Regions from separate parts of the Zea mays genome. Here region 1 is linked to region 2. A link is a contact called in public Hi-C data. All regions are on one chromosome and are shown on one strand. The core of a region is the stretch at or near the end of the contact, and the rest is flanking DNA. Distances in the headings are between cores, read along the strand shown. Region 1 holds the start of LOC100285564 (dihydroflavonol-4-reductase). Region 2 holds the start of LOC100273390.

Region 1 (4,023 bases), core at 1,490-3,989, 540 kb after region 2:
ACGTTTGGAGTCTAAAAAATTTTAATATCATTTTTGGACTCTTTACTCGGCGTCGTAGCCTATGGCGCCGAGGTAGCACAGCTTGACGCCATAGGCTATGGCACCGAGGTACGTGCTGCGCTGGCACAAACGGACGTCGTGGCGTCGACGTGGTACCGAGCTCGGCGCCATAGATCTTGGCGCCGAGCTCCATTCTATACAAAAAGCTTGTCTAGCTTAGTCAGTAAAATACAAGGCTCTTAACCTTGTGGTCGTTGGTTCGAGCCCCACGATGGGCGTTTTTTAATACTTTTTGTCTTTGTCACTTATTTGTTTTCTTTTGTCCAGATTTTTCGTTTATGTCGCTGATTTGTCCGTCCATCTTTTTTTTGTTTTTGTGACTAATTTGTTTATTCGTCCAGATTTTTTTTATCCGGTCAGCACAGCGGCTGTGTGCCATAGTGGTCGCAAGCCGTCAACTCCTCCCCTTATTTGCTCAACTAACCACAATAAAAATCGAATAAGAACACTCTTACTTCAATCGTGACCAAATAAAAATATTATATTTTCATTGAGTTCTTTTGAACATAAATTCTAAATACATAATAACATATTCCCAGTAAAAAGAAGCACACATATTTATCTTTTTTTCCTCTGCACTAAATAAAAGTATACTTATTATATACTTGTCTCATGGATGATATATTTTAGAATTTACTACATAAATTACTCCACTAGGTGATACCTAATTCCATTCCCTCCATTTACCATGACGTTTTTCAAACAAATTTAAGTTTTTCAAGTGGACAAAATACTTTGTGAGCTTGTGTCTGTGTGTAGGGGGACTGTACAGTCCCTCACTTTTATATTTAATTTACATACTACTAAACTAAACAGTATAGTTAATCCGCAGATTTAATTAACCTTTCCATTCAATGCTGAGTTCCCATCAAGGGAACGATGCATAGATCTAACCATGCTATTATTTTGTAGGTCACTTTTTGGTTGATAAAGAGAAACATAATTGTTATTCCTATGCTAATCTTCAAATTGCATTTCCAAAAGAAGTTTTAAACATTATAGTCTATTTGCGGTTCAGTTTGATTTTCCTAGGTGTAGGTTAGCTGAGCAAACAAGGGGGAAAGTTGACGGCTCACGGCCACTGTGGCACACAGCCGTTGTGCTCGCCGGATAAACAAAAAAAATATCTGGACGAATAAACAAATTAGTCATAAAAACAAAAAAAATATAGATGAGAAATAAATCTGGACGGACAAATCAGCGACATAAACGAAAAATCTGGACAACAAAAAAAAATCAGTGAAAAAGACAAAAAGTATTAAAAAACATCCACTGTGTGGCTCGAACCCACAACCACTTGTGCTTTACCGACTGAGCTAGACAAGTTTCATGTACACAACTAAGCTCGTCGCCAAGATCTATGGCGCCGAGCTCGATATCACGTCGCCAGCGCAGCACGTACCTCGGCGCCATAGCCTATGGCGTCGAGCTGTGTTACCTCGGCGCCATAGGCTACGGCGCCGAGCAAAGGGTCCAAAAATGACATTAAAATTTTCTAGTGTCTAAACGTGATTTTTTTCCGAGAAAGGACCAAAATGTAAAAAATTCGGTCTAGATGGTTATTGTTAGAGATAATGGTAGTCAAATAGAAGATGTATTTTTGGGTGGGTACGCAAAGGATGTAATGAGTATCCAAAAATGGATGGGTATTAGAGAAAATCCAAAAGAGATGCTAAAACAACCTCAAAATATTTTTTAAGAAAAAAGGACGATAACTCCTCTCCAACAGACGCCTATTGTTTTCCCATTTTTTCGCTTCCCCCGCATCGATAGCTTCCCTCCTGCATATTTGCGGGAACCAGGACTCTCCCTAATCCATTCGCGTGCGTCCGTAGCAGTGGTTTCCCGCGTCTTCTCGCCGTGTGCTTCCTCACTGATATGATATGATCCTCTCCGCCTTCCCTGTCCTGATATGATATGAACCTCTGCCAACTAATATAATATAGGATGTATCTGTATTTTGTTTTAGAAAACCGAATCAGAAACATAGGATTGTAGGTAACAAAAGTCTATCAGTTTAGATGTTTTGGAGTTAGCAAAGATTTGCGTCGGCAGGCACCGAGGATTCGTGCCGACGTGGACGTCGAGGGCCCAGCGATGCATCACCCACTGGCCACTGGTGGCTCCGATCCTTCAGCGCGTCGCACAAGGCCGCGACGTTTCCCTCCCTTTCACCGACCCCGCACGACACTGGCAAGTGGCATGAGCGGAGCCCCACCAAACAACTGCGACGTGTCCGGGCACGTGATCCCTGCTGTGCTTGCAGGGCACCATTTTTTCAGCGTGATTATTATTGCTAGTACTATTACCAGCAGTACAGAAACAGCTGCTGGTGGCTGGTGGCACTGGCAGTCATAAACAAGAGATTAGAGACGGCTTCCTGCACTATTACCTGTACCACACGTTTAACACAATAGGCAGAAAATGATAATGGGATGACGGTTCGCCGTTGGCATTTGTATTCAAGGTTGACAGACACACACACCAGGCGCGGTATCCACTGGTGGTGTTGGTCTTCGTCGCCGTCAAGGTCGTAGCACTCGCGTTTCACATGACGGCCTGGTGCGACCGCGACCGCCTTGAGACACCCGCGTTCTGTGCCATTTCCGCCCCTTCACCGTACCATTTCGTCCCGATTCCGCGGATAAATGCTTGCCCCTATTTGCTCAGCCCGCTCTCGGACGAACCCATTCACCCGTCCGGCCGTCCGTGCGCGGCGCACCCACCCGGCACCGGCACCAGCATCACCGCCCGCCCGGCGCCCGTCACGCTCGAGAGGAGGAGGAAGAAGAAGGGACTGGGCGACAGCGCGCGATGGCCGCCGTCGTGTGCGTCACCGGCGCCGGCGGCTTCATCGGCTCGTGGATCGTCAAGATCCTCCTCGCCCGCGGGTACGCCGTCCGGGGCACCTCCCGCCGCGAAGGTTGGTACGCGCTGGTCGCTGCCTGCTCCTCCCCTCCCTCCCTCTCTCTCCGTTGTCCGTTCCGTCTCCTCTCCTCCTCGCAATCCCAACAAAAGCGCCGGAATGTCTCTGACGTGACGGGTTGTCTTTGGCTGTCGCTTGTGGCGGCGGCTGGATCTCTCGAATCCCGACTCGGCTGGCGGCGCAGCTGCTGACCCCAAGAACGCGCACCTGTGGGCGCTCGACGGCGCGGCGGAGCGCCTCACCATGCTGCAGGTGGACCTGCTCGACCGCGCCAGCCTCCGCGCCGCCTTCCGCGGCTGCGACGGCGTCATCCACACCGCCTCGCCGATGCACGACAACCCCGTAAGCACCGCCGCCCGCCCGCCCGCCCGCCAATGACGAGACCTCGCCTCTTGCCCTCTCCTTGGAAGCAGTACAACACGAGAGCGCAAGGATTAAAACTGAAGCTTCTCATTCACCCCTGGCTTGCAGGAGGAGATCATCGAGCCGATTATCGCCGGGACGCGGAACGTCGTGGAGGCGGCGGCGGACGCCGGCGTGCGGCGCCTGGTGCTGTCCTCCACCATCGGCACCATGTACATGGACCCGCGCCGCGACCCCGACGCCCCGCTCGGCGACTCCAGCTGGAGCGACCTCGAGTACTGCAAGAGCACCGAGGTAAACAAAAAACTCTCGCCCGGCCTGCGAATCAATTAGTACAAAAGAAAGAACCCCCGCTCCGGCGCGCGGCCAGTCCTGAGTCCTGACGCCGTTGGAATGAATGAATTCTCACAGAACTGGTACTGCTACGCAAAGACGGTGGCGGAGCAGGGCGCGTGGGAGGCGGCGCGGGCGCGGGGGCTGGACCTGGCGGTGGTCATCCCGGTGGTGGTGCTCGGCGAGCTGCTGCAGCCCAGTATGAACACCAGCACCCTGCACATCCTCAAGTACCTCACGGGACAGACAAAGGAGTACGTCAACGAGTCGCACGCCTACGTGCACGTCAGGGACGCCGCCGAGGCGCACGTCAGGGTGCTGGAGGCGCCCGGAGCCGGCGG
Region 2 (4,370 bases), core at 617-3,116:
GTCCCGTGTTAAATACATGGCAGGCATACAATTTATCGAGGGACCACAAACCAGAGCTTGCAGCTGAGAGAGAAAGGATAATGAAAGCAGGGGGCTTCATCCATATGGGACGAGTAAATGGAAGTTTAAACTTGTCAAGGGCAATTGGTTAGTTATTTTCTTGGTTTTCTTTTCAAATATAGGTGCGCCTTGCTTTGTGCCTTAAGTGTGCAAGTACCTCTTTATAGGAGACGTGGAATTGAAACAGAACAAATTCCTGCCTCCCGAGAAGCAAATTGTGACGGCCAATCCTGATATCAATGTCGTAAGCTCTCTAAATCTAGACATTATCTGCCATGGAACTGTTGAGCTAATAGTAGTGGTGAGAGCTGCCTTTTGTTGCTTTTCTTTGGAAGTTCATGCAATCTTGTCCTCTGTTAGGTGGAGCTCTGCGATGATGACGACTTTGTTGTTGTAGCATGTGATGGCATTTGGTAAGGCTATCTACCTACATTTCGGTACCTTCACGCTATGTACAGCGTTACACCTCGGACAATTCTTACTGATATCAAAGTGCCTGGCTCTAACATACCATTCGCCTCTCACAGAAGTACCACTTTGTTTTATGAGCAGGGACTGCATGTCAAGCCAACAGCTGGTGGATTTTATCCACGAGCGTATAAACACGGTACACAACCACAATCTTCTTAAAATTCGCAACAGTTTCATCAACTTCAGTAAGATTGAAGTGGCAGGCAGTGACACACCATGAATGAATGAGACAAACAAACACTTGCAGGAGAGCAGCCTGTCTGCCGTGTGCGAGAGAGTGCTGGACAGATGCCTGGCTCCATCAACGATCGCTGGAGACGGGTGCGACAACATGACCATGATCCTGGTGCAGTTCAAAAAACCTGTCGATCGGAACAAGAAGGCCGAAGCAGCAGGGCAATCTGCCAGCAATGTGGACGAAGCCAAGAGTCGGTGAGTGCATGCCTTGCTTGCTTTCCTAGCTGGAACCTTTCTCGTATCTTTGTAGCGCATTAACAGAACAGAAAATTCTTTGGACCAGTGTTGCTGAGGAGTGAAGCATGGCTGGCACTCACCAGGGCGCAACCATTTGCTTTCATAAGGCAGGTGAAAAAAAGGAACGAAGAAACCTGCAGTGTACGTATCTCAACTGTACGTGGCATGCCATGCAAATCCTGCCTAAGTTACCCCGGACAATGGCATTGCCTAGTGCAGTGGTGGATCTTCAGATCACAACCTTTCTTGTGCCAGCTTTCGGTCATCTCCACTCTCCAGCCCTCGGAACCATGGCTGAGTCTGTCTATTCTTTGTGTGGTGTGTAGCATTCCTCGTGTTTTCGTTGTCCAAAATGGTGTCAAATCCAGTTTTTTGTTGCGAGAATGAACCGTGACGTTAGTGTGTTTTGCTGGCGGTTAGGTGCAAAATACTCGAAACCTGAATTGCCCGCTCGCTATTTCGGGTTGTAAGTATATGATGAATCTGATTTTAGTTGCATGGTGTACCCATCTTATCTGAAAATAATGAAAGATCTGTTTGTGGTTGACTAATTACGTGTGTGTTTTTTTCTAATGTCGAATTGCGATGTAACTGGACTACCAATCTGTGATTTAACACTGACGTTCCGTTCCTTTTTTTTGGTTGAAATGCTACTAAGAACAGCTGTTCATATCACTTGAAATGCTACTTAGAACAGCTGTTCATATCACTTGAAATTTGTGGAAGCATGCCCGAGCCAGTCGCATCCGTCCGATCATCGCTCGGACCGCCCGATGCCCGCCACGACCATCGTCCTCGCGTGTTTGGCCCGCGTCACGGCGTCAGGTCGCTCACTCCCGTCACTCCTTATCCCTTCCCATCGATCCCATGCCCTGTTGCCGCGCCCGCACCTCCTTCCCCATCCGCGCCCGCCGCGGCTCCTCCGGCAGCTCCGCCACGCGCCCAACCGCAACCTGCCCGCACGGCCACCGCTGCCTGGTAGTATCTATCAAATCAGCCACCTGTCCTCTTTTTCTTCAAATCAAGTCCGTTTCCCTTTCCTTTCTACCCTCTCCCTCGTCTCCGGCGGGCGGTGGCCTCACCTCCCTCTCCCCGTCGCCCTGATGGCTCCCTCCACAGCTCTCGCTCCGGTGGCCTTCCGCTCCGCCTTCTCGACGCCGCTCGCGTCGAAACCTACCCGTAAGTCCCAAACCTCCGACTTTTACGACCCATCTCGGTCGGTTCTTCCTCGAGTTACGATTTAGAGCCTGCGGGAGTAAGTGGGAAATCTGGAATCGGGTCCTCCCCAGTGGTTGCACAGCGCATTGTCCTTGCGCTGGGTGTCTGATTTGGGGATGTGTTCCATTGGAGATGGTGTTGCAGTCTAGGGCGATGGCTGGGGCTGCGTGCTGGAACGGCAGGCGCGGCTTTGTTGGGATTTTGGAGCAGCTATTGCTGATGGTAGCCGGCTGCCTGGCTTGGAGCCGTTGAGCTCGAGTCGGGCTCTCAAAACGAGTAGAAATGTCCACCTTGCAACGATTACTCAGCTCAGCTGTACCTGCCTATGAGTAATTACCAGAATGAAAAAATACTCTAGGTTTTTAGATTCACTATGGAGTATGGACTCTTGTTGCTTTGGTGAAGCGAACTTTATAAAATGGACCCTCGTGCACTATTCAATGCTGCCTTTCTTTTGTACTGAGACACCAGTGCATACTTGCTGATAATTTGATATTGGATTTGGTAACAACTGAACATCTTGTGCCCACCGTTGTGACTGTTGTTCAGGTAATAGAATGAACATAGAGGGCGCTTTCTGTTTGCCGTGTTCCACAAGGAAGAGAGCAAGTTATAGACCTTTCCGAGTGTACAGTTTATTTGGAGGGAAGAAGGATAAAGATGAGAATGGTGATGAGGCGCCATCGAAAGTAAGCAATTGACTGATCTGGTGTCATTGTTAAGGTTTTGTTCCTCTTCTTCGAATTAGCTAGAAGCCTAGAACTAAAAAACTCTAATTTCATTGTTTTGGGATGATTCATTATGTATATATTTATGGCAGGAGTCCATTTTTGGCCATTCAACTATAGCTACGTTAGATTTTGGCAATTGAACTCTGTTACCAGAAATCTTTGGCCATTGAACAATGAAAGCCATTAATGTTTAGTCACTGAGCTGGTTTCAATGGTGGTTTTGTTGACATGGACGACATGTGGCAATAGGCCCACTCATCAGAGCTCTCTCTTCTTTCTCCTCCCCACGTCATCTGTCTCACGGTCTCTCCCCATGTCATCTATCTCACCGTCTCTCTCCTCATACGTGCCTCCCCCTCAAGTGTGCCGCTCTCCCTTCTCCATTAGGGCACCGCTACGGCGCTACCACTTCCTTGAATGTGCAGCATGCATCCTAGCCTAGGTACGCGTCTGTGCCTGCACCCTTGGCGCACTTTGGCCAACGTGGAATAGGAGGATCGCGGTGCGGATAGAAGGAAGAGGAGCACCTGGAGTCCCCTAGATCTGTCTACACTGCCCCTGTGCAGCGTGTCTCACATTGGCTAGAGCCATATTTGTGGCAGTGGCAGTAGACGCAGAGGAAGAGGTGGCTCGTGGTGGCGGCAGCAAGGGAGTGACAAGAGAGGATATAGAGAAAGGCGAGAGAGATAGGGATGTGAAGCTGACAAGTGGGTCCCACTGCAACGTGTAGTCCAAATGTAAACACTTTCAGTAGTTGGGTGGTCAGAGATTTCTGGTTTTCGAGTTTCATGGTCGAAAGGGCGATAGTTTGATGGCCAAAATGGATTTATCCCTATACTTATGGGGCAAACAAAGAAAAGCATGCAAAGAATTCCAGTGAAACAATCTTTTATTAGTAGCTAACACCTACTCCATACTGCGAGTTATGCAATCCAAAATGTTAAGCTCTTTCTTTGTTTAGATCCTTGATTAGTGATTGTTCATGTGAAAACCAATATGTGCTCGTACATTGCTTGTGAAAACCTTTGAAGATTGCCGAATTGGTTCCTGTCATTTATTTTTTTGATATATATCTTCTAATTTCGTAATTGACATTTTGTTTATAACAATATTGAAGCCCTCTGATATTTTAATAACGTTAGGCAGGAATTTTTGGAAATATGCAAAATCTCTATGAAACTGTTAAGAAGGCCCAAATGGTTGTCCAAGTTGAGGCTGTCCGGGTGCAAAAGGAGCTTGCAGCGTATGCATTTATTTCGTTAAGTTATATTTCTCATGTTTGATGCAAAATAGCCTGACTCTGTGACTTTTTCTGTGTCTCCTATTTTTAGGACTGAGATTGATGGTTATTGTGAAGGCGAACTAATCAAGGTATCTTTGGGAAGGCCTTTTATTACATTCTCTGTATTTAAACTT

Evidence for each region. A called contact is a pair of places that touch in the nucleus more often than the background predicts.
Region 1: a contact with region 2 is called in a Hi-C map of endosperm, with 2.8 times the contacts expected there. The contact joins the promoter of LOC100285564 here to the promoter of LOC100273390 in region 2. A contact is called at or near these places in 2 of 25 Hi-C or Micro-C datasets (endosperm and leaf).

The regions. Positions count from the first base shown.
Region 1 is chr5:94,461,374-94,465,396 of Zm-B73-REFERENCE-NAM-5.0, forward strand. It overlaps LOC100285564 (dihydroflavonol-4-reductase), which reads left to right and starts at 2,740. Exons shown (of 6, transcript NM_001158455.2): 1 at 2,740-2,983; 2 at 3,171-3,328; 3 at 3,458-3,643; 4 at 3,761-4,023. The coding sequence starts at 2,875. The region is part of intron 4 of LOC118472037 (a long non-coding RNA gene); the gene reads right to left.
Region 2 is chr5:93,919,286-93,923,655 of Zm-B73-REFERENCE-NAM-5.0, forward strand. LOC100273390 reads left to right here and starts at 1,867. Exons shown (of 7, transcript NM_001147827.1): 1 at 1,867-2,184; 2 at 2,773-2,912; 3 at 4,097-4,197; 4 at 4,286-4,325. The coding sequence starts at 2,109. It overlaps LOC100283027 (protein phosphatase 2C), which reads left to right. Exons shown (of 14, transcript NM_001155929.2): 9 at 24-147; 10 at 228-304; 11 at 421-473; 12 at 613-667; 13 at 779-963; 14 at 1,052-1,521. The coding sequence ends at 1,067.